Linked DNA regions of Gossypium hirsutum: region 2 is linked to region 1. A link is a contact called in public Hi-C data. All regions are on one chromosome and are shown on one strand. Each heading gives the region's core, a stretch centred on a gene start, on an enhancer-like site or on the middle of the called end of the contact. The rest is flanking DNA. Distances are from core to core; before and after follow the strand shown. Region 1 has its middle 9.0 kb from the start of LOC107897318. Region 2 holds the start of LOC107897290 (cytochrome c oxidase assembly protein COX11, mitochondrial).

Region 1 (7,219 bases), core at 2,791-5,290:
ATGATTAAATTGTTAGGCAACAAGGATAGATTATAATAGAAATTTTATTACATATGTATGCATATAGAAATTACATACTTAGAATACAGAGAAGTGTTTAAAACAACATACAATAAAAAATGAAACATATTGTTTAAAGCTAATTAATGATAATACATGAATTTAATAAGAACATGAATTCTCTGGGACGGTGTAGTGGGAAGATCTATCAAGAAGGTCCAACAAAGGCCGGTAGAACCTCCTAACTTGGATCCGGATGATCCTATTGTTGATGTTAACAATATGAATGTGGATGGTGAGAGGTTGATCTCCTGGAAGGGTAAGCTCATTGTTAAAAGTATGACACGAACGATGCTGGTTAAATTGGTTAGGAGAAAGATTTTTTATCTAACCATGGACAGTAAATTGCAAGCATTATGGAGGACAAAACAACCAATACAAATTCTAGATCTATAAAACAATTATTTTTCGATTAAATTCCAAGAGGATGAGGATTACTTGGCTGCTTTAGCCGGTGGTTTGTAGACAATACTCGGGCGCTACCTCACGGTGAGGCCTTGGACGCCATCGTTTTTGACCGATCAATTGCAACCCCAAAGTTTATTACTTTGGATCCAACTTCCTGGACTGCTTGAAGGCATGTACTCCAAGAGTCTCTTGAAATTTATTGGTGGGGTTATCAGACCAGTGGCAAAGGTGGATAAAAATACCAAAAATAATTCTAAGGGGACAGTTTTCTCGTTTGGTTGTTTATATTGATCTAGGGAAACCTTTGGTGTCGAAGATAAATATTGATAGAAGAATCCAACAACTTGAGTATGAAGCTCTTCCCATGGTTTTTTTCGACTATGGTCAGTTTGGGCACAACCGCGACAATTGTTGTTTCAAGTCTAACAAAGAGGGTTCACAAGAAGTTGAAGAGGAACAATTACTTTCACGGAAGGCGGAGATGTAACAAAGAGTGGAGGAAGAACAATTTGGCTTATGGATGCTTGTTGAATTCAAGAATAAAAGGAAAACTTGACCAGTTACGAATCCTGGTAGCACCACAAAGGATGCTGTGAGTGGTGGCTCTAGATTTGGTGTGCTTAACGACAATCACGATGAAGAAATTGGTGTGAATTTTTGTAACACCCCTAATCTGTATCCGTTGTCGGATTAGGACTATGAGGTATTACTATTAAAACATTATTTCCATAAATATTCATTAATAATTGTACTACGAGATCCAGATAACATATATGCATATATGTATATATTAAGCATTTTATACATACTCAGAACATAAAACACATCCACAACTTAAATATTGAATATTAGACTTGTTTTACAAAAGTCATGTGTATGCATAAATTGTACATCAATTAAAATAAGTAAACATCATTTTCAACCTCACCATTCATTAATGCGGCAATACCACGTGAACTAAGATGAAATTCATTTGTTTTACAAATAATACAAATTTGCAATGCAAATATCCAAATATACAAATATATTAACTCAATGCATTCTTTATTCATTCGGCCCACATAGTTCTATTTTACACATTCTTTAATATACCGAAATTAATAACATTATAAGACCATACACGTTTATACATGAACCAAATATAAGTGCGTTTATAAACATGCTTTTATAGACATGTAAGTAGCCATTTATTAGATCATATCCGCTTACTAGTACAGTATATTTATTTTTATTTTAAGAACAAAGTTTCTTACACAACCTAAGTACCATTGAATTTAATTACCAAATTGAATAATTCAAGCATCCAACATAACATCAATTTAGTTGGCTATTAAACGCCACACCTACTCTTGCAATTATAAATGTCTTGAAATATTGTTCCATAATCAGACCTATCAACGAATCACTTATGTAATGTAATCAATTTACTATTTGAATATTAAGTTTTCGAAACAAACAACTAACTTGATCATAAGACACAAGCATTACCCACCTCATATCCTTCAAATTAGTCAACTTGAACATAACTACCTAACACTTTGATTCATGCAGCATTCCATTTTTTTTTCTTCCTCACAACTATTAACATGTCAAATTCAGACATATTTAGCATGCCATTCACAAATAAATATTGCTTACCGCATATATCTTACCTTTGTGGCGCACAACCTGTTAACCAAAATTAATCTAAACCGTAACTAACATAATTCAAATTCTACTATAATAACTTAGCCATTTTCACATGGCTCATTATATACAAAACCAAAATCTAATATTTCAAAACCCATTTTAGCCTATACATGCCATAATTTAAGTTTAGCTAAAAGGTACTAAAACAGTAGATAGTGTGATGAACTTTGCTGACAGTCCCCGAGCTTGTAACTTGATCCAAAATCTATAAAATATAAATACACATATACACAAGTAAGCTTTTTATAGCTTAGTAAGTCATAAGCAAATAATCAACCCAAAGATATTATCAACTTAATTTAACTAAACCAAATTATATTATCATAACACATTTAGATTCAAACGCATATAAATTTATATTGTATATATATACATATATATATTCATTATAAATATCACCTAACCGAATGTCTATATAGTCAAACTAACATATTAGCATTCAATTTTCCAAAGCCAAATAATCATTACAAATCTAATTCACATACACTCAATTACATAAGTTCATGTGTTACCATATAATTTCATATACATGCATTGATTATGTGACCAAATACATAAATTCCCATACATATAATTAATACTCATTCCAATAATTTTCACAAGGTTAAATACCCATACCTAGTTCACAAATAATCCTCATTTGTAGTACACACAATTTGTAATGAGTATCAATTTACACACTTACCTTATTTTAAATAAACCTCAAGCTAATTCATACCTGGTCATTTAGCTCGTTTTACACACTCGAATACAACTTATCTTTGCCCGATGAACCATTCGGAGTTGGATAGGACACTTGGTTAATCACATAAATCGTACAATGCCAACGTCCCAGACGTAGTCTTACATGTAACCACATATCGATGTCACTGTCCCAGATAGGGTCTTACTCGTAAACACATATCGGAATCACATATCGATGCCATGGTCTTACTCGCACACATATATTGAAATCCTGTGTCATGACATATGTATCCTAACTATTCCTAAGGTTCATACGGGGCTTTCGAACGTCATAACTCGGTCGAATCGAACTCGGAAGTGTAGTAGTCAAATTTAATCATTTTCGGCCATAGCATATTAAAATTCTACATTTCATAACAGCATATAAATATAACATTTAATTACCAAATAAACAAGTCTTTTTGCTTATAAACTTACCTCGGATGTCGTAAAATGGGACGGGGCTGCTAGTCGACAACTTTCGTTTTTCCCCGGTCCAAATCCTATTTCTTTATTTCTTGATCTTGAATTTAGCTTGCAAGATGGCCGAACCCTATTTCTTTTTCTTTTTCTTTGGTTATTTTGATATTCGGCTAGTAGAAAGTATGAACACATTATGATTTGTCTTATTATTTTATAATATACTTTATATTATAACATTTTATTACATAAGTTACTATTTTACCCTTACTTATTATTATGTATAAATTGCTTTCTAATAGCCGAATGTGTCCATGCAAGTATGTAAAGGTGTATTTGCATTATAGGTGTTTCCATTAATAAAGACAATAGCAATTAAGTACTTTCACATTTAACCACTAAATTTTTATCTTACGCGATTGAGTCCTTTTATTTAATCGAACACCTAAATGATCAAATTAAATCACGAAAATTTCAAAGATATAAATTCACACAAAATAAACACAGAAAATAATTTTTAAATATTTTTTGACTCGAATTCATGGTCCCGAAACCACTGTTCTGTTTAGGATCTTAATTGGGCTGTTACAATTTTGGTGGTCTAGAAGGCAAGATTGGAGACGTGAGTTTAAGAGAAGAAGATTTGGAGGCTACCAAGATGGTTAAGAAGTCCGATAAGGCAGGAGTGGCTAATAAACCTAGAGGTTCAAGTAGTGGGTTTACTAAAGCAAAAGGGAAAGAGGTCTGAATAGGTGGTGGGCTAAAGCCAACTCTAATATCCTCAAGCCTTTTAATAAAATGGGTTCTGCTGGGTAGAAAAGTAATCCTTTTGATGATAGATCAAATATGGGGCCTGTGGTTTTAGAAAAGGATTTGGATTCTTTCCAATTATAATCAACAAGGTTTGTCTTAAATTCTAATAGAAATGTTGCCATCAAAATTGTGAACAAACCAGGTAGTTCAATAGATTTAGAGATACAAAGCTGAAATTATAATGCAATTGTGAACTGGAATTTGGGGGAAAACTTTGGTCAAAGATCGATGGAGGTTATTAACAAAGCTTCTGGCGAAAGAGAGAGATGTACTTGGATTATTGATTTTGTTGATGATTTTTCAATTGTTCCGATAGTAGCAGCCATGGAGGAAATTATACATGGATTGTCGAAAGAGGTCGAAAAAGACACTAGTATGAAAGGAGGAATTTCTTATGTGATTGGGTCAAAGACTAGGCCTTCTATAAATGTTGTGAATTCCTGAGATGATAGATATTTTTTTTACAATTTTTTTTTTATTTTGTGGGTGATGGTTCCAGACTTACATTTATTTTTTTGGAATGCTCAAGGGTGTGGTCACCCCTGCTTTCATAGTTTCATGAAGAAATATAAGAATGAGGTTCGGCCAAATATTGTTGCTATTTTCGAAACTAGGATAAGTGGATGTAAGGTGGATATAGTTATCGCAAAATTTGGTTTTGATAATTCATTCAGAGTGGAAGCTTCTAGTTCCGTGGGAGGTTTGTGGATTCTCTGGAATGATGATTTTGGTGTGGAAATTTTGAATCTTCACTCTTAGTTTGTTTATATGCATATCTCTTTTTTTTTTCTACTATTTATGCTAGCCTTCATCGCAGTTCAAGGGCTCAATTATGGGTTAAACTAAGTCAAATCTCGACTATAGTGCAAGAACTTTGGTTGATTGCGGGAGATTTTAATGCTATCTTAAGGGGTCATGAGCAGAAATGAGAGTCTAATATGCGAAAAAATAGTTGTAGCCATTTCAGATCCTTTGTCTTTGATAATGGTTTATATGATTTGAGATTTCAGGGACCTTATTTTACATGGAATAGAGGCAATTTATTTAAGAGACTGGATAGATCTCTTTGTAATGATTTTTGGCATTCCTTTGCGCCTAACACCATTGTTCGCCATTTGTATAAACTAAAATCAGACCATCAACCTTTTGTTGTCTCAGAATCTTCAACAAAGACTAATAATGGAGTAAGACTATTTCACTTCCTAGCTAGCTAGCTTTTACATCCAGATTTTTAAAATGTGGTGGGAGAATCTTAAGAGCTAAGAAGGTATTACTACAAATTTGGACAAATTCACTCACCTGATCCATGTTTGGAATAGAAATGTTATTGGTAATATCTTTGTTAGAAAGCGTAAGGCCATGATGGAGCTTGACTATATTCAAAAGGCTCTAAAATGGAGGGATTCTGTGAGACATAGAAGTAGAAAAGCAGAGGTACACCATGAAATTGAGAATTTTTTAAACCAAGAGGAATTACTATGGTTTCAAAAATCAAGAAGTGAGTGGCTTTCTAATGGGGATAGAAATACTAAATACTTTCATAGCCGAACTATGAAATAAAGGAAACAGCACAGAATCGAGAGGCTAGTGATTGATGATATGAGTTGGTGTTATGATAGCAACACTCTCAAGTTTCATGCAGTTTAGTATTTCTCGAAGTTGTATACAGTGGATCAGTATTCGATTGAGGAATTCCCTTACTACGGAGGAATTCCCTTACTACGCGCATATATATTCTACCTCCGTAACCTCTTTATAAAACTCTATTTCCTTGCTGTCCATCAGGCCCTGGATAACAGATCTGAACTCCTCACATTCTTGAATTATGTGTCCCACTTTATGATGGAATTCACAATAATTCTCTATCCCATCATCTCTTCCTTTTGTATTTGAAGTAGCTAATCCTCTTCTTGCCATTTCCTTCCAAACCAGTTTCAAATAAGTTTTCACTTCTGAAACATCTATCTTGGTTCTTTTTCCAATATCTCCATCTATCGCATTTATCCCACCATCAGTATGACTAGGTAGTGGATTTTCTGTACTGGGCGCATTATCGAGCTTTACAATACCCATCTGAATAAATCTCTCAACCAGCTTCTTAAAAGTAGTACAATTTTCTATCGAATGTCCTACAATCCCTGTATGATACTCACAATGAGCATTTGCATCATACCATTTAGGAAACGGAGGCTGTAATAGCTTTAGATAAAAAGGTGCCACCACAAGTGCATCGAACAAACTTTGATATAACTCTTTAAACGTCATGGGGATTGGTGTAAATTGTAGCTTGTCATTGTTTTACCTTGCTTCAGATTCCTGCCTTGATGAACCCTGACCAGCAATTATGGCCTTTGGCTGACTTACAGTAACAGACTTTGAATACCCCACATTTGTATTGTTCACTTCATTCTCCTTTTTCCGTGGCACAGACATTTTAGCACTTTCTCCTACATCTATCCTTCCATTTCTTATGGTATTCTCAATCATTTCTCCTATCATGACCACATCCACAGAGCTCCTTGTAGCACTTCTTAACATGTGAGTTATGAACGGAGCTTTTAAGGTATTAATAAAGAGCATTGTAGTTTCCTTTTCCAAAAGTAGCGGCTAAACCTGGATAGCCACTTCTCTCCATCTCTGTGCATACTGCTTAAAACTTTCGTTTGGTTTCTTCTTCATATTCTACAGAGTAATTCTATCAGGAGTTATATTTGTTACATGACTATACTGCTTCATGAATGCTTGTGCCAAATCTCTCTAGGAACCAATTCTATTTCGACTCAACTGATTGTACCATTTAGCTGCTACTCCCATCAAACTGTCTTGGAAGCAATGAATAAACAGTTGATTGTTATTAACATATCCAGTTATTCTTCTACAAAACATAGTGATATGAGCTTCAGGATAGCTCGTTCCATTGTATTTCTTGAATTCTGGCATCTTGAACTTGTATGGCAGTACCAAGTCTGGGACCAAACTCAGATCTTTTGCATCAACTCCAGGGTGTCTATCAATGCCTTCCATTCCCTTGACCTTTTCCTCCAGCAATTTACATCGCTCCTCCAACTGTTTCTGTGGTTCTGTCCTTGCCCTTTCCTCTTTCGCA
Region 2 (7,219 bases), core at 1,597-4,096, 170 kb after region 1:
TTATATCTAATTGGTGAAAAGGTCAATTATGAAAAGTGGCTAATGAGATGAATAGATGAACAGAGGTGAGTTTTGCCACATGAGAGAGTATTTGAATAATCCACACCATAAGTGTTAGCATAACCTTTTGCAACTAATCTAGCTTCAAGTCTAGCAATTGAGCCATTTGGATTTACCTTAATGTTGAATACCCATTTGCACTCAACATGTTTACTAACAAGTAAATCCACTAGGTCCCAAGTACCATTTTCATCTAATGCATGTACTTCCTCCAACATCGCATCACACCAACTAAGATGATTCAAAGCCTCTAGAATTGTCTTAGGAATAGAAATAGAATCTAGGGATACAATTAAAGAGCAAGGAGACAAATGGTTAGATGAAACAAAATTAGAAATAGGATAGGTTCATTGGTGTTTACCTTTACGTAGAGCAATGGGAAGGTTAAGGTCACTTGGGGTTGGATCAGACAGTGGAAACACTGGTAAAAGGGTTGGATTTGATAATGAAGAAACAGGTATCAGACATGTATCATGAGTCTCTTTTTGTCTGGAGGAAACTTGAGTAGCCAATGGCGGAGTTGGATTAGTGACAGTGTACATTAATCAATCATCTTCCTCCCCTTGTCTTGGAAGATTTTAAGGCGATTCTTTTGAAAAGAATGATACTTGGTTTGAGAATGCAACATTTGTAAACACCAAATATTTCTTGAGGTCTGGACTATAACATCGGTATCCCTTTTGAAGGCAAGAATATCCCTAAAAATACACTTTTAAGGATTTTGGATCCAACTTAGTGACATGAGGCCGAACATCTCGAACAAAACAGTACACTTGAAAATTCTTGGTTTCATCGGAAATAATGGTTTTGATGGAAATAGAACATTGTATGGGTTATCACCATCCAGTACGGAGAAAGGCATGCGATTGATCAAAAAAATAGGTTGTTGAAATAGCATCAGTCCAAAATTATTTAGGAATTTTTGTTTGAAATAAAAGAACTCTAATTGTCTCTAGGAGATGCCTGTTTTTCCGTTCAGCTACCCCATTATGAGATGGCGTGTCAACACGAGGATTGATGAAAAATCCCATTTTGGATCATAAAGGCTTTGTAAGATTTGGAAAAGCATTCTTTAGCATTATCTTTGCGCAAAATTTGGATAGGCACACCAAACTGAATTCTTATCTTAGCACAAAAAGTCCGAAAATGAAAAAACACCTCTGACTGATTTTTCATAAAATATATCCACCCCTGAGTGATTTTTCATAAAATATATCCATGTTATTGGAGAATAATCATCCACAAACGTAACAAAATACTAGAATCTAGGTTTAAATTCTACCGAATATGGTCCCCAAACATTTGAGTGTACTAATTCAAAACTGGAATTAGATCATTTGTTAGATCTCGGGCTTAAGGGGCTCCGTCGATGCTTCACAAAGTGACATGCTTCACATTCTAACAAAGGTAGGTTTTGAAATTGTGGACATAACTTCTTCAACAAAGAAAGAGAAGGATGTCCCAATTGACAATGTGCTTTGATCGGATAGAGAACATTAGGACAAGTAACGAATCAAGGAACCCACGAGTCGAAAATACAAAGACCATCAAATGCATGTCCTTTACCAATAGTGCGTTTCGTCACAAGATCCTGCAAAAGACAATGGTGGAAAAAATGAGATGGTGCATTTTAGGTCACGGTTAAGTTTACTGACTGAGATTAAATTAAAGGTGAGTTTAGGTAAATTTAATACTGATGATAAGGTGATAAATGAAATTACGTTAGTACTTTCAGAACCAACAACTTTATAAGTGATTCCATTAGCATTAACAATAAGAGAAGGTGAATCTTGTGATTGAAAGGTAGAGAAGGATTGGGATTACCTGTCATGATATGTAGATTCTGATTGATGACCAATTTGAATGAAGAAAATAAAACATGCATTAGATTTAGCTGAATCCATAAATGAAGCAAAAGGAGCCACAATAAGACGGAAGGTAGCAAAACCAACAAAAGGAAACACTAAAAATGGTCCAAAACAATACCTGAGTAGTACTCAAACAGTATTGAGCAGTATCCAAACAATGCTCGTGAATAGTACCCAAACAATGTGAAACCTTAAAAAATAAAAATAAAAATAAAAAGACCCACGGATCTTCAATTGATCAAGCATTAGACCATCGGGCTATAATTGGACCAAGAAGTCGATGTTGGAGACGGAAGCCGTGGCCTAACACTGCCCCACATGCCCACATGCGTCCGCACGTGAAGAGAGTACTTGGATCTTTTGGCGGCGCATGGTGCTTACATGCGGACCCCTTGGACACCGGAATTAGCAGTTTAGTTGTCGAGCTAGTGGCGTACCTTCCTGTGCTAGTGGAAACAACAAAATACCCTAATGATTCGTGTTCCAAACAACAAACACGAACTCATTGAATAGAGCCAAGTGGCTTTGATACCATGTTGATGAATACAAAGAGAAGAATGCAAACAAGAAAAAAATAGATTAATGAAAAGGTACTTATATTTCATTTCTTGAGTGAGCCTATTTATATACAAGTTTGTATAGTGTAAATAAGGAAAGAGAATAAAACTCCTAAATTTAATCCCTAAGAATTTGAAACAATATTAATTATCAATCATATATTAATTAGATTTTATGATAATTAATAAAATATTTTTTTATTTAGAATGTTATTCGTTTACAGTATGTTTGGTTAGCTATAATGCTAAACCATTAGAGCTGAATTGAGTTGCCCATCCCTATTCCATTATTTGGTTGGCTGTAATGGGCTATTGCAGCCCTATTCCATACAGCCTTATTCAAGGCAAAACTGCCGTTTACCCATTCAGCGTGTGTGATTTCAACTTTACCCTTCTCCCTCTTTTTCATTCTCACGTCTGAAGCAACTTCTTTTTTTCATTCTTCCCATTTCCTTCCAACCTCTCTCTCTTTTTCATTCTCACGTCTGAAGCATCTTCTTTTTTTCATTCTTCTTCCCATTTCCTTCCAACCTTCTCACTCTTTTTCATGCTTCTATCCTGACCAACCCTTTGACAAACCCTATTGTTTAGTTTTATTTTTCCCTTTGCTCTCGTCTCGCTTCCTGTGAAGGCTAAAGCGGCTCCTTTCTTTCAGCTACCCACGCTTTCAAGCTTCCAACTTTTCCAGAAGCTCCAAGGCTGAAACCGAGGAGAAGACGCTACAATTACTAATTTGGGATTCCATCCTCAGTTTTGGCTAATACCCTTTCCAAGGTATAAAGCTCTCGTTATTAATTTCATCATTTTATTTCAAGCTTTATGTCCATAGTTCTGATATGGGTTACTTTTATTCGACTCGTTCCTGCTCAAAATTTGGTCCTTTTTGAGTAAATTAGTCTATGCTTTTGATTAGTTTGATAGTGGCTACCATATCATATGTTTCTTTTATGTGAAACACTGCTTTGCTCCTTCGAATTTGGAACTGGTAGACTATTGTTTGCCTTTAGTCTGCTATATATATATATGGTGTGGAAAAGTTATTGGTATTTGTTATATCTAATTTCTTTGTTTTAAAAATTTTTCATTGGGAAACTTTTTTGTTAAAGAAAGCCATTCTTGTGTTTGATTATAATGAATATATATAGACTTCCTTTTATCATTTCTGATTTGGTTTGATTTTATTGTAACTTGTTATAACCAAACTGAAATTCGAATTCAATTGCTATAGGTGCCTAACATAATGTCATGGTCAAGATTTTCTAGTAGAATTTATTGTTCAATGTTCATTTCTTTCTTTTTTGCTGCTGCACTTGCAGTGACACATAGGTGCCTAACATCATGTCATGGTCAAGAATTTCAAGTAGAATTTCTCTCTTGAATCACTCGAATAATCTACGGATTTTGTCACAGGAATCAAGGTAATCACCATGTTACCAATATACAAATTTGGGCCTTTTAATTTTGCTTGTGCCATTTGGAACTTTTACTTGAAGAACTAAGACACAGGTATTTATGCTTGGTTGTAAAAGCCTAATAATCTAAATTATTCTTTCACAGTCTTGCTTTAGCCTTTAAAGGGTAATTCTCTGAAATTTGGATACATCCAGAGTTCAAAAATTTTTTCTTTTCCATTTCATATTTCTCCCAAGTCCCAACCTTAATGCAAGCATGCTATTCTAAGAAGTGTATTACCCGAGTGAACATTTTTTGGTGCTCCAGGTTTCTTCCTGATTCTTTATATTCGAGTTACAAGTTCTTTAAAGCTTCTTCTGGGTGTGGCAACAATGGTCTGATGCCAAGATGGGAATTTAGCACAAAGCCTCTAACAAGGTCTTTTGATTTCCATCCTTATGGTTCTCGATGTTTAGTGAGATTATCTTCCTTTAGCAGTCAGCGCCACTATGCTTCTCATGCATCCCATGCTTCCACTGAGCAGAAATCCAAAAAGACTCTTTTGTATCTTACTGCATTAGTGTTTGCAATGGTGGGAAGTAGTTACGCTGCCGTCCCACTATACCGAAGATTCTGCCAGGCTACTGGGTATGGTGGTACTGTCCAACGACGTGAGGTGAAGCTGAGTTTGTGCTATTTTTTATCCTATCCTTTTACTATTTTCAGGCTTTTCTTTTCTTTTTTTCTATTGGTTTTCAACCAGAACATATACTTGTTTTCTTTAGAGTGTTGAAGAAAAGATTGCTCGGCATGAAAAAGATGGGACAGTAGCAACAAGGTGCACTTTCTAGGCTTTGGATGTAAGAGCTTATGTTTATCTATATTTTTCATGATTATCATCATAATGTCCTTTCTGTTAATTTTATTGTGATTCTATTTCAATGCTTAGTTTTTGTACTGTTTTATGTGTTGAACCTGGTTCTGGGGTTTGTTTCTGCTTGTAACATTCTCAGTTCTACTTTTTGACATTTTCTGCTTAGATATGTATATGTTTCTTTGGTTAGTTGTAATCATGATTATTTATTATTATTATTATTGTTTTTAAAGTGAGATTTGTGGAAGAATGGGACAGAAACGAGTTCCTATGAGAGTGATAAGGCTTTATTCTAACTTCTATTCATTCCCTCAATGAGAAACCGGTTACCATTCTTCTTATTAGAAAAATGATGGGAAAACGTTGAAACTTGTTTGTTGCAAGAAACATTTGAGTATGATGGGGAAACAACTTAAACCAATAATGGTCTTAGTATGTTATTTCTGAAACAAATCAAGAGGGGAATGGGATGTTTTATGAGGCAAAACCATAAAAGGTGTCATAAGACAGATTGCAGGGTATCACTCCCTTCTGATTATACTCTTTATACAGATGCGACTTTTTTACAAGAGGGTAACAAATAGGAGTGAGGTGGTAAATTTTGGTATCATTCATCACTTCACATCAGCCAGTTTGATTCAATTCAATTCATGCATTTCTAAAGATGCTATTATGAAGCTGTTAGACTTGCATCACGATATGATCTTTCTTGTACTTCTATGCCTTTGTTTGAGAAATTTTCTCTTATCCTTTTAGGGAGATAGTAGTGCAATTCAATGCTGATGTGGCGGACGGAATGCCCTGGAAATTTGTTCCAACTCAAAGACAGGTTCTTAACTTCTCTGTTGTTTTGGGGCACTGTAGAGTGGTGCTTTTATCAATTATTTTCTTATTTTTTTTATTTTTCTGCTAGGTGAGAGTCAAGCCTGGAGAAAGTGCTCTTGCTTTTTATACTGCTGAAAACCGAAGTTCAAAACCCATAACTGGTGTCTCTACTTATAACGTCACCCCTATGAAGGTACTGATACTTTCTCATGCTCCATTATGAAATTTGGATCTTTGAAATTTGTTATTTCTAAAGTTAAGTTATTGGTGTTTGTTTAGATCTTTGTCAACCTCTCAAACGTTATTTGGTTGTGTGAGCCATTAGGCTTTTTAACCATTTCTTGCTAGCTTAGGTTTGACTTGTGCTGTTTAGGCTTGAATTATGTACATGATTTAGTAGTCTTCCTTTCAATATTATTGTTCAAATAATTTATTCTGTGTCATATCCTTGTTACTACATTTCTAGTTTGGATTGAGAAAATTGTCTGCTGAGCTCTGCTACTCATTTTTCCTCTTGTGCATGTCATAGATTCCATGACATACACTTCCTTTTCTCTTTCTCACTCCGTGTCTAAATTTATTTCTGGAATTTTTCAGTGGAACCCGCATGAGTCTATGCCTAATCTCTTATAAAGCATGTTTGAAGGTTTCCGGTATCATTATTTTATATTTATAGTTTGCCATTGGGGCTTCTAGGTGTCACAATAGGAGAATCTGCAATATTGTTTTTCTAATGGTCTTAGCCAGGAAGAATCTGTATTACAACTGTTAATTTAATCGGAATATTTCTTAATGAGGGTATCTTCAAGTTTGAGATAAAATTATTGCAATCAACTCTTGTTTTAATTTTCCTTTTGCAAGCAACAAAGGAAATAATATTTATGTAAGATAGGCCTAAAGTATCCAATAGCTAAGATAGAATTCCAATCCTGAAGATGGCCCGTGAGGCAGGTTAAAGCTCACTTTCGAACCACGCAGTTGTTTTCATATGTTTGTACCAATACTTGGCTTTCTTTATCCTCTAATTTTTTTATTTTTTATTTTACATAGTTTGATTATCCTTTTCTACAAATTGGATGACCAAAGAAACATTAGGTGAAATACAATGAGCTTCTTATGAGATGATAAGCTAGAAAGTGGAAGCAAAAAAACCTTTAGGGCGAAAAAATTGATTACATTGGAACACATTAACTTACTGGTAATGTTTGTCATTATCATATCACAAGCCTTAAAGCTTTGACTCGGTTTCTTGCTTGTTCGTGTTCCTCTTCAGGCTGCTGTTTATTTCAATAAAATCCAGTGCTTTTGCTTTGAGGAGCAGCGTCTTCTTCCTGGAGAGCAGATTGACATGCCTGTAAGCCTTTTTACTGTTGAAAAGGCAAAACTAGTTGGTGATTGTCAACTAACCTGTACTTTCTTGCAGGTTTTCTTCTACATAGATCCTGAGTTTGACACAGATGCCCGAATGGATGGTATAAACAACCTGATTTTATCATATACTTTTTTCAAGGTTTCCGAAGAATAGAAGGGGGATATATAAATTCATAGTGAAAATAGAATATCATTCACATGAGAATAAAAACTATTGGTTAGGATCCCATTTTCATATACTCGGAGAAGAGGGAGAAGAAACATTCTTTTGT

The links. Hi-C and Micro-C count contacts between places; a contact is called where the count stands out from the background.
Region 2: a contact with region 1 is called in a Hi-C map of leaf, with 2.7 times the contacts expected there. The contact joins the promoter of LOC107897290 here to the enhancer-like site in region 1. A contact is called at or near these places in 12 of 34 Hi-C or Micro-C datasets (callus, hypocotyl, leaf and 1 more).

Annotation. Positions count from the first base shown.
Region 1 is chrA11:48,074,646-48,081,864 of Gossypium_hirsutum_v2.1, forward strand. No RefSeq gene overlaps it. Among protein-coding and RNA genes, the nearest start is that of LOC107897318, 9.0 kb to the right of the region's middle. Within about 2 kb of position 4,041, at least 6 of the 9 cell types and tissues checked have an H3K27ac peak or open chromatin away from gene starts, as enhancers often do. A contact at or near this core is called in hypocotyl and leaf, where this site is marked.
Region 2 is chrA11:48,245,934-48,253,152 of Gossypium_hirsutum_v2.1, forward strand. It overlaps LOC107897290 (cytochrome c oxidase assembly protein COX11, mitochondrial), which reads left to right and starts at 2,847. Exons shown (of 8, transcript XM_016822687.2): 1 at 2,847-3,259; 2 at 3,802-3,903; 3 at 4,205-4,553; 4 at 4,663-4,715; 5 at 5,508-5,580; 6 at 5,665-5,769; 7 at 6,850-6,930; 8 at 7,000-7,219. The coding sequence starts at 3,824. The coding sequence ends at 7,101.